Linked DNA regions of Canis lupus: region 1 is linked to region 2. Evidence: chromatin contacts called from public Hi-C data. All regions are on one chromosome and are shown on one strand. The core of a region is the stretch at or near the end of the contact, and the rest is flanking DNA. Distances in the headings are between cores, read along the strand shown.

Evidence for each region. A called contact is a pair of places that touch in the nucleus more often than the background predicts.
Region 1: a Hi-C map of blood shows a contact between it and region 2, with 4 times the contacts expected there. The contact joins the promoter of KNTC1 here to the promoter of DENR in region 2. A contact is called at or near these places in 3 of 9 Hi-C or Micro-C datasets (amygdala, blood and liver).

What each region holds. Positions count from the first base shown.
Region 1 is chr26:7,095,887-7,099,661 of UU_Cfam_GSD_1.0, reverse strand. It overlaps KNTC1 (kinetochore-associated protein 1), which reads left to right and starts at 1,919. Exons shown (of 64, transcript XM_038574908.1): 1 at 1,919-2,059. RSRC2 (arginine/serine-rich coiled-coil protein 2) reads right to left here and starts at 1,903. Exons shown (of 10, transcript XM_038574914.1): 1 at 1,746-1,903.
Region 2 is chr26:6,941,521-6,945,284 of UU_Cfam_GSD_1.0, reverse strand. It overlaps DENR (density-regulated protein), which reads left to right and starts at 1,424. Exons shown (of 8, transcript XM_038574903.1): 1 at 1,424-1,561; 2 at 2,380-2,494. The coding sequence starts at 2,389.

The DNA.
Region 1 (3,775 bases), core at 670-3,169, 150 kb before region 2:
AGGTGGCCACTTTGCCTACACAAAACTTTTATTTCCACGATGCTATTTTATAGTACCCTAATTAAAAATATCCAAAAAATAAAATCAATTGAAGAAAATTTATCTGATGGGACGCCTGGGTGGCTCAGCAGTTGAGTGCCTCCCTTGGCTGGAGAATGATCCTGGAGTCCCGGAATCGAGTCCCACATCAGGCTCTCTGCATGGAGCCTGCTTCTCCCTGTGCTCGTGTCTCTGCCTCTCTCTCTCATGAATAAATAAATAAAATCTTAAAAAAAAAATTTCTCTGAAAATTTCTAAGCTTTACTTCGAATTATCAGGGATGTACATAGTAAATCTTAAATCTAACTGCAAAACTGTCCTCTATTTTAGCACTTGTTTTAGAAGGCCACTACCATTACCTTAACATTTATAATTTGTTTAAATCTGTAATAATGCTCACGACAGCACACAAATCTTTTTTCCAGTGCGAAGAAGGTACCTTGGATTTAATAGTAGGCCACTTCTCCAGGGGACTGTCTTTTTATTGAAGGAGGTACTGCAGGACCAAATGTTTGTTTGAACTGACTTCATTTTTTAAAACATTTGAGCCCAAGTAAAACACCACCATTTTTAAAATACATTAAGAGGCCTAAAACACCACTTAAACCATGGAAAACACTACTTCGATTAGTTGCACAAACACCAAACAGCCCAGCTGTTTGAAACCGTAACAAAAATCGGTTAATTCAATTAGGTACTGGGGGAGGGGAGTGCAGAAACCATCTCGATTCCAGATAACCCCAATGTTTAGGGGATTATCGGTACAAATTTTTCGGTACGTTTACAGTCCTACTTAGTTTTTAAAATGAATAAATAGAACTTCCTAGTCAGTGGAAAGGAACACAAAATGCTTGCGTTTTCCTTTTAACACGGGAAGAAAAATGAAGTAATCACAATAACGCGCGCGACCCACCAGAATTGGGCATCTTACACCCAAAGCATGCTTTTTTAAAAACTGTAGTTCTTATTTAAAATTAAATGGGTCAAGAAAGGGTGCTTAAATCTAAAGAAACGCCAATATTAAGGCTTTATTATGCTTCTCAAAGATTTCAAAATGATTACATCACGAGCCGCTTCGGAAACGGAACAATCAGAATTCGTAGTTCCAAAGGCTCCTCGTAATTAAGTAGAATTTTTTTGCTCCCTTTGAGCAACACCTTCCTCAGCTCCATACTAAGAAATAAACTAAGGTTTTCAGAGACAAAACAATAATAATAAGGGAAAAAACAAAACGTTACAAGTCGATTCTCTTCTCCCATTTTACCCCCTTGCAGACAACGCCTTTCTGACCCAATACTTTTCAAAGACCCCCCCCCCAGCCCTTTTCTCTTTTCCCCAGTCCTTCAACACGAACAAATAAATTCCCAAGCCCTAATGAAACTCAGTATAAAAACGACCAACAAAAGTAAGCTAAACTGGAGGCCGCTCTGTGGGTCGAACAGAATAGAGAACTAGGAAAAGAGAGGAAGAAAGTTCTGGAAGAAAAAAAAAAAAAAAAGACACTCCCTGCGGCTCCCCACCCCCACCAACACCGCCTCATTTCCCCCTCCTTACAGTAGGCAGCCATGATGGCGGGCGCAAAAGAAGGCCGCGACGCCATTTTGTCCACACACACGCGCGGACAACAGCTCTGGGAACAGTTCACCCAGTCTTTGGAGGGTATCAAGAAAATATCCCTGGCTTTAAACTCAAGAATTGGCACCTACCGCCATAGTCCAGAGTCTTGGCCGCTAGGGCGGCGCCTCCACTTGCCGCTCTCAACAGTACCGGCCGCCCAGACGCTTCGCCACAGACTAAATCGCTCGCGCGAGAGACCCGGATGGCACAAAGGGGCTGAGGCCCGGCGCGTCGCGCAGCTTGCTGGGAAAAAAAAAGTGTCGATAAGAGTCTCTATAGCAACGCGATTCGAGGAGCTGATTGGTTGTTATTTTGAAGAGGGCGTGTAAGGCCAGGAGTGGGGCGGGGCCAAGAATACACCCTAGAATGTGCAGCCTGTAAATCGGAACGGGTGGAATTTAGGGTGGGTCAACGTCCTCTTTCGATTCTAAAGCAGTTTTGGCCCCTTCCGGCCGCTGTAAAAGGGGTTGGGCCTAGTGTTCTCCCGCCAATTTAAATCCGTGGGCTCTAGACCCTGAAGATATTAGGGACAGTTGTGGGCGGCGGGAAGAGGAGTGGTTTATTTGAGTGTTCTGCTTTAGGTTCTTCTGTTGCAGGTGAGGAGGGGGAAATGCGCTGCTGTAGAGATGCGGGGGGTGGGTTCAGGTCGAAGTAACAGCGACCTCAGCTAAGTTTGGGGGTTTTCTCATCAAGACCGCTGGCGGGAGAGGGTTTGAAGTCGGTTCTTGCTGGTCGGTTGTCCAGCTGGGGAAGTTTGTGCTTGGGGGCCTGACACTCATTTCGCTTAATTCGCTAATCGGTTCTTCACCCAGCAACTCGACTGATTTCAAATCGTTAACCAAATCAGGTCACTCGTGTGCTTAGTGTCTTTCCCCTGTAGCAGCGACCATAAAAACCCAACCTTGAAGTCGACCATTCGTTTAGCTTCTTCATTATTTCCATTTTTGCTGAGGCCCGGCAGCCGTCCCAAACTCGTTACAGCCTCTGAGCCTTTGCACTCGGCTTGCATCTCTGTTCTCCGCGAACAGCTCTTGGAATCTTTCCTTTCCCTACCAGGTACTTCTCATGCGACCCCCCCCCGCCCCCCAAACTGAGCATCGTTTCGTTCAAAACCTTTGGTACTGTTTGTAATTATGCACTTATATAACAGTTAATAGGCGTGAATTTGAATCTTCTCTAACTATTGACTCGCTTTAGGTGACCTTGGCTATTTTTTTTTTTTAAGACTTTTGTTTATTCATGAGAGGGAGAGAGGCAGAGAGAGAAGCAGGCGCCATACAGGGAGCCCAACGCGGGACTCGATCCTGGGACTCCAGGATCACACCCCGGGCCGAAGGCAGGCGCTAAACCGCTGAGCCACCCAGGGATCCCCTACCTTGGCTATTTATTTCATACCTGGCTTGTGTCTCTCTGCTTTAAGATGGATTGTTGTGCCGATTAAATTAGTAAAGCACTGAAAATTATCTTGCATATTCAATACATATTAACTAATTTAAAAAAAATTATTCATGAGAGGGGCAGAGACCTAGGCAGAGGGAGAAACAGGCTCCCTGTGGGGAGCCTGATACGTACTGGATCCCAGGCCCCCAGGGTCACGACCTGAGCCAAAGGCAGACACTCAACTACTGAGCACCCAGGTGCCTCACATGTTAACTATTTTATTTGACCTTCCTAAACGAATATAAACTTCATAATGGTAAAGGCCTTTTCTGTCTTCTGGGCTGTATTCCTACTCCTAGAAAGAACAGTGCCTGGCACAAAGTAGACATCAATAAACATTTGTTGAACAACTGACTGTGACAGTACTTGAAGGTTGATAATATTTCTCTGTTGTTTTCAGATGTGGGACATAGAGACCTGTAAAAATTCACCCCAACTTGTCCCTCCTGTCTTAATTTCTTCCCAAATCCCACCCAAACACTGGCCACTAGAATTACTGTCTATTCTAACATTGTTTTATACCCTTGCTCACATTCTTGGTAAGAACTCTTTTCCTATATTTAAAAACATATGACCGTAGCCTAAATGTTACCTGCTTCCACTAATGAATATAATAAATTACCTAACACTTAATATTGAGTGCTTACCATGAACCAAACATTGTTCTGTAAATATTCAA
Region 2 (3,764 bases), core at 175-2,674:
CCACAGGATCAAGACCTGAGCCAAAGGCAGATGCTCAACCAATGAGCCACCCAGTTGCTCCCTTATCGGGTTACTGTAAGGACTGAATCAGCTATCACTTTTAAGACTGCTAAATTTAGCAAGAGTAGGCACTTTGTCTCTTGTTCACTGCATCCCCAGTGCTTATGTGGGACAGTGCTGCATGATAGGAACTCAAGAAAATTTTGTGGATGGGACGCCTGGATGGCTCAGCAGTTAAGCTCTGCCTTTGGCTCAGGGCGTGATCCTGGAGTTCAGGAATGGAGTCCCACATCAGGCTTCCTGAGGGGAGCATGCTTCTCCCTCTCCCTTTGCCTGTGTCTTTCATAAATAAAATCTTAAAAAAAGAAAATTTTGTGGAATGAATCCACCTGGACTCTATACCCGAATGAGCAGGTTTTTGATACATAATGGCAGGTGGGTGTCAATAAGTGGAAGTTATTATTGGAATCGAAAGCTATTATTATTGGAATCAACCATGTTTGGGAACAAGATCTTCTTTCACTAGTTACACAGAATTGACTCTTCTGCAAGGAGGTTAGGGTGGAGACTCCTCTTTTATTTAAGAAAGATGTCAGGGTGGAGGCAGCAGTCACCGGCGAAAAAGATTATGCCAGATGGTTTTGTGCACGCATAAAGTAAACCGTGAGCAGAAAATGTAAGGATGGTGGTGGCGCAAATGAAGTCGGCCGGGAAGAAGGGGGATGAGGTGAAGGACAAAGCAACCTCCACCGGCTACCAAGCACTCCTTGGTCATCCTTTTCCTAACCCTCAGAGGTTTGCAAGCACTGTAGTGTTGTTCCCATTTCACCAACGCGACTGGGAGGGACTCGGGCGGAGCACGGTTAGGAAAGGATTTTCCCAGAAGGAAACAACTAGACGGAAGCAAAGCTAGGACGGCCCGCGTGTGCTAGTGTCCGTCCGCCTGAGACCTGAGGGACTGATCGCAAAGACGAGGATGGTGAGGGCAGCAGCTGTTAGGGGGGTGTGAGATTACGGGGCGACTGGAACAATCTAAATAGCGTTCATATGATCTTTCCAAGAATAATTCAGTCACTGCAGGGAAAGGTGTTGAAATGAAACCAAACGCCTTTTCCAGGTGCCATCTCCCCGCGGAGCAGTGACTTATGCAACAGGCTGGAGGTTAGTCAGAACTCCAGGATGCGCCCCAGACTAGGGGCAACATTCCCCAGCTCCACAACAGGGAGTCACCGATGATTTCAGCGCACACCTCCTCTTTCCTCTCCGCGTCGGCTTCCGCCCCGCGCGCCGCCAGCCAGCCGACCCGCCAACCTCTCCCCCGAGTAACGAGCACCGCCTACTGGCTGTCAGCCGCTCGGAGGTTTGGCTCCGCCCCCGAGCACAATGCGCATGCTCCCCAGTGCCCCTCCGCCTCCGCCTTCAGGCTTCTCGCGACAGCCTCCCAGCGGCGACCTGAATCTCGCGATAAAGGCTTATTGTCTCGCGGGACCGCGGCTTGCCGACGGGCTTTCTGGCGGCCCTGGCCGGGGAAGAGGAATTGCATGTGTTGCTTCAGCTGGCGGTAGTGGCGGGAGCGGAGGCGGCGGGGGTTGTGCGACCGCCTGGGTAACGACCCCTCGAGCCTCTCCCTCTTCCGAAGAGCTCGTAGAGAGCGTGGGGGGAAGCCGAGGTGCTGTCCGGCGGAAGGGGGCCGGGCCGGGCGTCTCCACACCCCCGCCCACATGGGCCCCTGTGGTGTCCCTGGGATTGCCCCTTCGCCTCGGATCGCCCCCTAACTCCTGGCCGCCCATGTCGCCCCAGTGCTCTTACATTCTGCCCCTTGCCGATTCTTCCGCCCCCATTTTCTGTCTTCAGATTCTGGTCTCCCCGCCCCCTCCCACTCCCATCGCTTCCCGGATTCCTGTGTCCCTCGCTTGGCGTTTAGCTGCGCCCACACCCTGTACTCTGGGCACCTCTGGTCACTCATCCCTTCTTCGTAGGCTCTTTTAGCCTTTTATTTTATGTGGCCTTTATTGCAGTTTGCATCCCTCCCATTTCATCCCCAGACCTTTTGCCCCCTCACTACGGATCATCCTCCCCATCCTATTATCCCATTGCGTCCTCTTTCCACTAGAGCCCCCACCCCCCGACCCATTCTTCACAGTGCTTTTTCTCCCGTCACTTGCTTCCCTGTAGACCTGTGGAGCTGGTTGGTGGTGCGCCCAGAATTGGTCACATTTTATGGATCCTAATGCAGCTTGTATCCTTCACTTAAGAACAGAATGGAAACATTTAGGGTTGAGGTATTTCCAGTGGGCGGAAGTGAGGCTACCTCTGAACACTGCTTCTTTGAGGTCTTGGTCCAAAATAGTGAAAATGTGTTATTTTCCTTGTTTACAGGTTTGTGAGATGGCTGCTGATATTTCTGAGTCCGGTGGGCATGATTGCAAAGGAGACTCGAAGGGCAATACCAAGTTAGATGCAGACTACCCACTTCGAGTCCTTTACTGTGGAGGCAAGTGTTACAAAGCAGAAAATGGCTTTTGGTCACTTTGTTTTTATGCATTATGATTGTATATCACATTTGATCCTATTAATCCTTTTCTCATCTGTGCTGTTTGTGAAACCCTTAATTGGAGCCGCAAGGTTGGGGGTGGGGCACTGGTGAAGAGGAGGCATGGGTTTACAGATTTTCCCAACCTGTAATGACTTGTGTCTTGCTACTTGGCCTGGAAAAGCTTGCAGTCCAGTTGGAAGAGAGGCATGCAAATAGATTATTTCAACCTAATGTTACTTGCTGGTCTGCTATTAAAGGAGGACTTCTTGGAAGATACTGAGTCTGAAGAGATGACAAGGACTGGATAAAGTGGAGAAGGGCATCCCAGATGAAGTGAATGGCTGGCTATGCAAGAAAAGGCTTGGTGGATGCACATCTGTGGAAAATGAACAACTCTAGATTAGTATAGTGTTTATATTATAGGGAGGATGTCAGTAAGGAAAGAAGATGAGATTGGAGCGATGGGTAGTAGGACAGTCTTGAGAAAGTGTTCTTGGTTTGATTGATAATATGTGTATTAGATTGAATCAGGATTCTTTTTCCCTTGGAGTGTTTTTTCCTCATTTCTTTTCCCCTCATTTTCAATACAGAGATATTTGTGAGTTGGAAATGCTCTAATTTTATTAGTATTTTGGAAAGTTTGAAGGTCCAAGATAGCAAAAGAGGAAATAAATAATTTTTTTCAGGAAATATTTTTGATCACTTACTCTGTACCTTGCAGTGTTTTAGGTACTGGGGACTAAGTGAATAAGTCAGAAAAGGCACTTGTGTTTGGAGACTTTACATACTGTGAGTGTAATAGAGACGTCATCTGGAGTTTAAGCACTATAGAAGCAGAGGGGATGTCACTGAGTTAAACAATTTTGTCAACTTGCCATTTATCAGATATCTTTGCTGATAAAATTACTATGCCTCAGTAAGAGTATGGGAATTCAGTAAGAGTAAGGCACAGGAATTCTTTGTAAGGTTGATTGAGTTTTGTTATGATATTGGTCTTTTTTTTTTTTTTTTAAAGATTTTATTTATTTATTCATGAGAATACACAGAGAGGAGAGAGAGAGAGGCAGAGACACAGGCAGAGGGAGAAGCAGGCTCCATGCAGGGAGCCCGATGTGGGACTCCATCCTGGGTCTCCAGGATCACGCCCTGAGCTGTAGGCGGCGCTAAACCGCTGAGCCACCGGGGCTGCCCTGATATTGGTCTTATATGGTCATCTTATTGCCTTTGG